Linked DNA regions of Capsicum annuum: region 2 is linked to region 1. Evidence: chromatin contacts called from public Hi-C data. All regions are on one chromosome and are shown on one strand. The core of a region is the stretch at or near the end of the contact, and the rest is flanking DNA. Distances in the headings are between cores, read along the strand shown.

What was found. A called contact is a pair of places that touch in the nucleus more often than the background predicts.
Region 2: a Hi-C map of pericarp shows a contact between it and region 1, with 2.2 times the contacts expected there. The contact joins the promoter of LOC107848224 here to the promoter of LOC107847871 in region 1. A contact is called at or near these places in 4 of 5 Hi-C or Micro-C datasets (bud, leaf, pericarp and 1 more).

The regions. Positions count from the first base shown.
Region 1 is chr11:13,534,399-13,539,848 of UCD10Xv1.1, reverse strand. It overlaps LOC107847871, which reads left to right and starts at 1,297. Exons shown (of 3, transcript XM_016692436.2): 1 at 1,297-2,231; 2 at 2,490-2,863; 3 at 3,494-4,325. The coding sequence starts at 1,901. The coding sequence ends at 4,048. LOC107847872 (magnesium transporter MRS2-5) reads right to left here. Exons shown (of 7, transcript XM_016692438.2): 6 at 4,980-5,027; 7 at 4,582-4,873. The coding sequence ends at 4,643.
Region 2 is chr11:13,731,423-13,736,193 of UCD10Xv1.1, reverse strand. It overlaps LOC107848224, which reads left to right and starts at 1,626. Exons shown (of 2, transcript XM_016692931.2): 1 at 1,626-1,801.

The sequences.
Region 1 (5,450 bases), core at 48-2,547:
TGTTGTTGTAGGCTTAAATTATATAATTTTGTTGTGGTTGTATATCTTCGTGTTGAAGATACAATATTTGATTTTTGGATGGTTTTAAAAACTAATATTCCAATTTTATTGATATTTATATCTATCAAGGTGGATTTTACTAATATAGAAAGACTTTAGTTCAAACTCATTTTAAAGTTCCTCCAATGGTTTATTGGATGTGATTTTATAGTTTCAATTTTTTACATATTTGATAGGGCCATGGAGTTAAGGTCCACTATCATTGTGATCTTATATTCTTGTGGCCTTTGGTTAAACAGGTTTGAAATCGAGATATTATTATCTAGCTTTTTAAATTTAAAATGGATCGTAAAATTTAAGTGGTTAGCAATTATATAAATACGATATTTTATTTATAGATGTTTCTTCAGCTATCGCAAGAATTAAATAGAGTCATCCCACATTTGATGGGCCATGGGGTTTGTTAACATGCACTATATATTATTGTGGTCTTATTTTTCAAATAGCACGTAATTCATTTATGGCCTCACTTTTTTATATTTTTGGGTTATAAAAATATTTGGACTTCATTATAGTAGCCATTGGGTTGGAAAATTAAAGTCCACTTAATTTACTCTTTGTTACGTACAAATAAAAAAATTAATTTGATGCACTAAAGTTTCTTTTATTTATGAAATTCAGAAATGAATCAAACCTCAAAGGATTTATTGTTTGTAGTCTAACCTTATATTTTCGCAAATTGTTATTTTCACGACTAAAATTTGTGACTTTTTGATCACATAACAACGACATTTCCTAATAGTGGCTATTCTATTTATTTCTTCTGGTCCAGCTTTCACTTTCGAAAACAAATTATATACGTGGTCATGATGACTATATCTGTGATGACCATACATTATTCCACCTATATTTTTCTCTCTCTAATATTAAGAAATATAGCTAATAATATATATAATTTATAAGAATACATAGTTCTGTTTGAAGTAGGGGAGGCTTGTAGCCATGATAAAGTTGTCTCTGTGTGATCTATAAGTTATAAATTCGAATTGTGGAATCGGTCATTAATACTAAATCAGGTTAGACTGTCTACATTACACCCCTTAAATCAATTTTTTTTTTTTAAGCAATGGATATTTATAAAATAGTTATAAGACAATTGTAAGTAAGCATCTACTATAAACATTAAACTTGTAATCTGATAAAAATAATAACTAATTTGTATTACATGTAATTAAAATATAATAATTGTGTGAAAAATATTTATATATTATCGATGTATATCCTAGTAATTGTTATTTGCTTGCAAAGATCGATAGAAGGATCACATTTGTGAAAAAAAAAAAAAAAAATCTTTTACAAGTCATAAAGTTTATTAATCTAGTATATCTAACTCTATGACATTATCCTAATAGTCTTTGTGGATTTTCACAAGGGACAATGTTACCATCATAGTTTCCACCTGTTCCTTATCATTAAAGAACTACTTAATTATTAATACTTTTTTTCCTCTTCCAATTTGTTTTAAGATCATCCACAATCCAATGTTGAACATAATGGTGATGATCGGATCAGCTTGTACACTCTTCAACTATTTTAAGGTGTACCTTGCTACCTCGTACGTGTATCGGCTAAATCTATCTACCGAGGCTTAGGCTGATGGAAAGAAATCTCGAGAAGGTTTTTTGTTTTTGGTGTTAAGAGTTTATAGCTAGTATTCCATGAATAGCATTATTTGGAATTTGTCATATTTGTGTATGAGTTTTTGCGTGCCAGGATAGCGATATTAGCTGTTATTAACCGAGTTCTTAGTGTAATTTTCATACCTATATTTTATAGTTTTAGTCAACACAAATACAGGTCTTGAACTAAAGTTACTGGTTCGGCCGAACTCATATAGAATATGGAGTTTTGGGTTGTTGTAGCAGCTGCAGGTGCAGGTTATGTAGCACAATATTTGCAAAGTTCATCAGAGGAAAAGGAAAATCAATTTTCTAAAATTTCAACAGATGAACAATATTCAGATCATAACAAGAATTTGTTGCACCAACTACGCGAAAAATTTTGTCCATTTCATATGTTAGCTCGAAGAAGAGCTAAAAAAGATGTTTCCGATGAAGGGGTTTTCAGATTCAGACAGCTTAATCTTGATTCGTCAGATTGCTCTAGCGATGAAAAAGATATTCATACAAGTACCAAGAACAAAGATTCTGGTGTACCATTCAGTTCAACAGGTTACATTATATGGGTTTAACGTATATATACTGATTGCTGACAGAGTAGAAAAATTTTATATTATCTGTGTTTGTGTCATGTTGTCGTATCTAGGTTATTGTTTCCGCGTTTTTTGGTGGATAGGTTACCTGTAGTTATCATTTGGAGAGTTCGAGCAACATAGGCCAAAACATAAAGCAATTTAGTTACCTTCAAGATTTTTGACTATGATTTACTGATGTTTTGCTTCTGTTTCTACTTTGGCTTGATGCAAGCAGGGCTAGAAAATGGAATGGCTCTATTATACATAGGGATTGTTAGTGGCATGATGTCTGCTGTTATTGCAAACAGAAGAGAGATAGAAAAGGTGAATGAGAAGTTAAAATGGACCAAGAATTTAGTACAAGAGTTAGAAGAGGAGCTCAATGTGAGAGAGATTGCTAATGATGATTATGAAAATCCAAATCTATGTAGCCCTTCTATGTTATCTGTTGATGAGCCAACAAGACAAACCAGTGAGAGCACAAATCATATGGCAGCAGAGAATCACGAGTCGATGAGCGAAATTGAGGCTGAACTTGAAGCTGAATTGGAAAGGTTGGAAATGAACATGAAGGTTTCAACTTTTGAAAGAATATCTGATTTTGTTGAGGTAAGCTTGCATTTAGCTGCACTTCTACTTATTCCTATTTTTGGAAAATATCATTTTATTAGACTTTGACTGAGACGAGCTCAAATGAAACTCGACATGAACAGTAAGAATTTATATAGCCGATTCCAAATCCAACTTGCTTGAGATTGAGGCGTAACTGTCAATTGTCATTATTGTAATCCGTGCACTTAGCTGCTAAATGTGCTCCACCTTTGTGCATAGTAGGTCCTAGTCTGTGATCCTTCAAGCGTGACAAATATATAAAGGATTCATATAGTTCATCTATTAAAGCGTAGTTGACTGGTTGGTTGAATCCTATTCAAACTTGTAGATTCATATAGTTTGTCGTCATAACTCTTTTTGTATGACTGAAAAATTCATCTAGCGCAAGCTCTTAGAACCAAATGCAGCCTTCGAAACTCGTGGATAATGGACCCTTGCATCTGCACGCATGGCACGGGGCTCAAACCTGTGACCAAAGTCAGATAGACTTTATACTTTATGTGGTGTCCATGTTAACGAAATTTGGAGACTTCTGCTGTTCACTTGTTACCAACACTTAAAATCTCTTTAGTTTACTTCTGTGAAATAGCTAGGTAGATCTCTGATTCATGAGTTTCAATTGTGTAGCTAGATCCAGAAGATGAAGTAGATGTGGCTCAAGGAGACTTAAAACTAGATTGCTTCAATGTGCAGTGCCTGGGTTCATCAGAATCAGATACGGATACTAGTGGAACTAGGGGTGTTCATTCTGAACTTGACAAGTATCCTGTTTCCCCCAGGGAGCTAAGTTCGCGCCTGCACGAGTTAATAGAATCCAGGCTAGAAGCGCGAATTAAGGAGCTCGAAACAGCCCTTCTTCATAGCCAAAATAGAGCTTGTTCACTGGAAACACAACATAAACTCTCTCAAAAGAACTTTGCGTCGAGCGAAATAGAGTCCTCTGCATATTTACAAAGTCCATATTGGTATCATGAGGCTAATGAAGAGACCATGAGGACCATGCATGGAAGTGAAAATGCTATCGACATTGATACAAGCGTTCCTCCTTATGATAGAGGGTTGATTGATAGCTCAAATGAAAAAAGGGGCAGCCTGGTGCACGAATGTATGCAGCCTACCTTGATGCAATTATTAAAGACAGAATCCATGGCTCAAACCCATAAGCTATACAGTCTACCTTGATGCAATTATTAAAGACAGAATCCATGGCTCAAACCCGTAAGCGACAAGTCACATGGGAACAACATTTCCACTGCTCCAACGTTTTATTTCATTGATAGACCAAATATGATGGGAAACTGTTCTCATCTATATTATGTTGTCTTCAATTATATGTTACAGCTGTATCATCTTACTACTCTTTTTTGGTATAGAGACAAAATGTGCAGTGTACATGTAAAGACGAAGAACTTTGTATAGATCAATAGACATTGAGGAGAGGTCATTCTGTTTTACTTAACATGATATTGCCTTTGTGCCATGGGTTCAAGTTTCAACTAGATACATCATTTTCGACACAGAACACAGATCTCTGGTCCAAGTCATGACAAAGTCAATGAGAAAGGCGTGTACATATGGAGAGAACTTCATCTCTGCTTAATCTGCTTTTCCGAATCTAATGTAGATAAGGTGGATAGTAGCTCAGATAAAAGGCAAACAAAAATTCAGTCCAGTCAGGTTAATGCATAAAGGGGCTCTAAAACAAGATGAGGTAATGAAGAATCAAATGATTGTGGCGATTTCCATTCCATCTTCGTCATAGATGCTAAGATTTGTTTACAGTGGAAAAAGTTTCTTATGCTTAAAGTAAATCATGAAAGCAATGTATAAGACCAAACAAAAGCTCCCAGTGATGATAAGTGTCCAGTTAAACCCATCCGGATCGTTAAAAACTGTGGTTTTCAAGTTCATTCCAAATACTGCAGTCACCATAGCAAATATTGTTGCAACAAAAGTAGCCGCTGTCAGAAGCAACTCAAATTGTATTAGCTGATTCTGGACATTGCCCTGTGACATAATAACAAAAACTCGTGTGAGATTCATGAACTCGCTGAATCAAAAGATATCAAGAAATAAGAGAACACAAAAGATAGTGTCCGCTTGCAAGTCTTACAAGTTTTATATTGATCAGATCCTCTGTATCATCAATATATTCTTTAAGCTGCAACAACAAAGAAAATGGACGTGAGAAATACAATATTATACAACGCCAACTATTAGTTAGGGAACTTGAATGCAGTATCATGACTCTCAAGTCCACTGTTCGTCTTATGATACAACAAAAATGGCCAACTGAACTCCGGGTGGTCTAGAATAGTTTCTCCGAGAATATTTCACATAGAAAACCAATAACTAGGGGTAGATTAAGCAACTAAACAACATACAATCTAAATAAAAAAGGAAAGAAAGTGAATTACGCGCCCAAGGTTGTAAAGAAATGCTGGGATCAAACAGTAATATAAGGTCTACTTAGTGTACCCCCTTAACGCTAGATTACTCCCATAATTCTCCCATTATCCATAAACCAGAGCCCGAGACTATATCTTGGCAAATAAATCTTAAGATTATTGAGATTTGTTTGGTA
Region 2 (4,771 bases), core at 377-2,876, 200 kb before region 1:
TGGTCAGTCGGATATATTATTTTCGCTTTATAGCCTTTTCCTAATTTGGTCATTTTGGCCTACGCAGTCCATATACAGTCCATATACTATACTAATACAGTCTATATACAATACTGATACAATCTATAAACAATACTGATACAGTATTCAACTTGGGCAATTCGTCCCTTTTAAAAATATTTTTGCTACAAATTTTTTAACTGATCAAAATATTTATAGCTATATATATTTCAATTTTTTTGTTATATATATATATATATATATATATCATGTATCGATCGATGAATAGTGTATAGTATTCAAAAACTAGGTGAATCTATCTAAACGTATTAAATAATATGTTAAGTAATACATATCATACGATCGAGGTATTCATTAATATTTAAAATTAGTAAATAAAAAACTATATTTAAAACTCTCTCTCTTTCTCTCCCTCTCTCTAAATATATATATATACATACACACATATATATATACACGAGTGTATCTTGTGTCGTATACGTATGTACGTAATATTCAGAAGCTACCTAAATGTATACAGTATATTGAATATGTTGATATCATACGATCAAGATAATAATTTGCTTTTGAGGTTACAAAAACTGTAAGAAACTTAACAGATAATTCATCATAGAGTATAATGAATACATTGTATTATAAGTTTATATACTCATGCATATGATGTATATAGTACGTATTCAAAAGTTAATATATATATGTGTATGTAACACACACACATATATATGATGCAGTGATCGATGTAGGGAGTAATGAAAAAGTAACTGAATGTATCTAAACATATTGAATAGTATGTTAATATCATACGATCGCAGTATTAATACTATACAATCGAAGTAAAATATATACATAATCCGTTACTTCATCAGAATATATATATATATATGTGTGTGTATACACGTTGTATATGGGGTAATTACATACTCATGTATATGTGATATATATAGTACGTATTTAGAACCTGATAGTTGATAGTAGTGTATGTGTGTGTATGTGCACTATATATATATATATATATATATATATGCATGTATTTCTCATGTATTGCAAAAAGTCAAAGCTAACTGAACGTATATTGAATACCTTGATTTGAAACGATCAATGTATAATATACTATACTTTGAAGTTATAATATACTGTCAATTATATACTCGTCTATGTGATGTATATAGTACGTATTTAGAACCATATAATTGATAGAGTGTGTGTGTATAGGTATATATAGTATATATTATGTAGTGATGTACGTAGGACATAGTCCAAAACCTACATTTATATATATGTATATCATGTGTAGTGTGATGTACGTAGTACGTAGTAAAAATTAAAGGTAACTAAATAATGTATTCAGTTATATATTAAATACGATGATATCATACGATTGATCGATCGAGGTAATAATATACCGTTGAAGGTATAATAATATAAGATAAACTAATCTATAATTCATCTGAGTGTATGTGAAATACGTTTTCAATTTTTAATGAAAATCAATCACAAATGATCATTTTTCGAATAATTTTGTTTTTTAAAATTTTAAACGGACCACTTGTGATCGATTTTCCCCAAAAATTTATAATACCCAATTCAGCCCAATAATTTGACCCGACCCGGCTAGCCGTCTTACTTGCCCCTTTTCCCTTCCAATCACCCTAGCACCAACGATTTTCCCTTCCAATTACAAACAACTCTCACACGGCTCTCGACGACCTCACCAACGGAATTCTCGGCGACCTCACCGACTAAAGTAGCGGCACAGCGACGGAAAAGCAGCGGCACAGTGGTACACTTTCTCTTTTCGCTCTCTGTGTTCTTTTTTGGGATTGGGGGCGATTGATAGCTAATTGTGTTGGTGAATAATGAAGGTGGTTCCCGATATATAATGCGATGATTCGTGATTGTTATAGTAATGATGGTTAGTGATCCAAATTTCTTTTATTAGTTGGATGTCATAGACTCCTGTAGTTCTATTTTAAGTCAGATTGGTTCTTTAGCTGTGCAAAATGTTTGCATTTTGGTTTCTGGTTGTTACGTATTCACTTCATTACATTTTGTGCGATTCCTCTACCCGTCTAATTGTTTTTTCTATTTATAGTTCTTTTTCCTTGCTTGTTATATAGCTTCTCACAAATTATGTGCCATTTTTGACAGCCGAATTAGGGTAGAAGGTTAGTGCGTGTGGGTGAGTCGTAGCCTGCAGGTACTTGTGCCTTGGGGTAATCTTGCTAGTAGTTGTATAACTTTGCACATAGGGTGGAGTCTCTAGTTAGGAGGGTTTTTCTTTTGGGAGGGGGGGGGGGGGGGGGGCTTGCGGTTTTTAGTTTATAGTACTGCTTTGTAGGTGCCGTATTTTCGTTTATTTCATCTTGTCTCATGTTTATTACGAGTGTATCTACTATCCTTTTGTCTTGAGCCGAGGGTCTATCGGAAACAACCTCTCTGCTTCTTCGGAGGTGGTGGTATGGACTGCGTACATCTTACCCTCCCCAGACCCCACTAGGTGGCATTACACTGGGTATATTGTTGTTATTGTTGTTTGTTTGTTGCTTGATGAATATAAAGTACCCTTTGTCTTTGAATGTAATATTACCATAATTCCGTTGCATCTTATTTGTGCAACCTTTCTTCTTAAGATGTCCAAATTGTTTTAGGGATTCTTTTTTCCTTTTTGGGTAAATGTAATAGGATTAGTTTGCTGCCATGGCTGGCAGAGTGGCTTCCTACAAGTTTTTGGATCAAATGAACATACATTAACCACTTGATGATCAGCTGACCTTGTATTGTGATATTTCCTTTTTGTGTTCCCATTCATTTCGTGACAAGTAAATGGTTCATTATTGACTACAAACGGGATTCCTTCAGAAAAAAAATTGACTACAGACGGGCTTCCTTTAGCAAGAGGCAAATACATCAAAACCTAAGTAGAATTTCATCTTCTTGATCCTTACAAGTGGGGTGTCATATGTACTCCAAAAGTAGACTAAAGCAGCAAAATGATTTGCAATTTATTGAGGGATTCTGTATGTGTTCAGAAATTTCTCTTTCCATGTGGTCACTGCTTGTTGCAAGCTCTGTTGCTTCTACATCTCCTACCGCTTGTCTCCAAATCTTCTGGACCTTTCCAAATTTTTAGGATTGACCCATCATAGTTGAAATAGATTTAGCATAAGACACCACAATTTTTAAGGATCTCTTTCGAGTCACTCTTACTATTTGAGTTTAACTTTGAGTGGATAATGAGATGTTTCTCTACATAAAAAGCACCAATGAATGTATATGTTTCCTTTGCATCATTTTTTTTTCCTTTTGGTTCCCCGTGCCTTGCTCCAAACAAAAAATTGACCTCCCTAGCTTTTCCACAGTTCCTGCCACCACCGAAAAACATCCGCCTAGAAAAGGAAAAGGAACCTTAAATTTGCTTTTTGTTTGCCATTTGCTTGAGATACATCTATGCAATAGTTGCACTATACATTCCTTATCAGTGTTCAGTGAAGCGTGATGCAGAAAAAAGCAACAAGGCTCTACATCACGCATTATGCGATGCGTGATGCGCTGCAACCGCATCATTGAAGTGATGCACAATTTAATTTTAAAAAAATACCTATAGAGCATTCAAATAGTAAGTTATAACTGAAAAGACCACAACAACTATATAATCAACAATAAAGACAATATATTTAAGCAAAAGTTCTAATGAAACACCAACAAATCAGTTCAAAGAAAAACAAACCCAAAAAAAAGAAGAAAAATCAAATCTAAATTAATAATGGTTCAATCTAAAGCTCTTCTAGTTCATTAAGATTGTCCAATTCTTCTATTCCTTGAGTATCAATTTTTCTATTTCGATCTTCTCTTAAACTTCTGACTCCTTTTTTAAAATTTAAAAATTACCCATAAAAAAAATTCACTTCCAGCCCTTTTTTAAATTTAAAAATTGCAAAAAAATAAAAAATCCATAATGCGCTCGCATCGCCATCCGCATTGCCATCCGCATCGCATCACGCAACAGGGCTTGATGCACCCGCAATTCTCATATTGCACCGCATCAAAGATGCGACTCGCTGGGAGTCCGCATCGCATGCGATGATGCGGTCGCATTTTTGAATACTGTTCCTTATTGTTGTCTCTTTATCTTTATTCTTCCTGCAACTGTGACCTCCCATGTTAATCAAATGTCTAATATAATCTGTCTGGAAAATTGTACTATATTGCTTGGAAAAAGACAAGAAATAACGACTTCTTGTCTTGATATTTATTAATCGGCACTAAGAAGCTCATCTTACAACGATTCAAAATATTCTTTTGCATCGTCTACATATTTCTTTACACCAAAAAATCTATGTCTTAGCTTTTCTTTGCACCAGAAAGAAAGAGACAAAAGACACTTTGTCTTGATATTCTGTATAGAGCACGTAATGTTTTCAAAGAACCTAGCATTGCTTTATTTCCCCATAGTCCACCATATGCTGGCTGGATAACCTTCTGACGCTTCTTCTGCCTGTTACTACCTGTGTCATTACCCATTTGTCCTCACCAAAGACAGAAACAACTACCATAATATTTCAGTAACCTTGCAGTAAAGAAATAAATGACTGTTGTTTCTTACTTTCTTGCCTCTTCCTGGCAGAAAAAACCACCTGTAAGTCAATTAGATTACCCTTTCCTATAAGTTTTCATGTGTCAAAAATGCTTTTCTAGCCACCAGCCAAGTGAAAGAGATCACTTTGGAAGGAGATTGTTTCCAATTAGATTT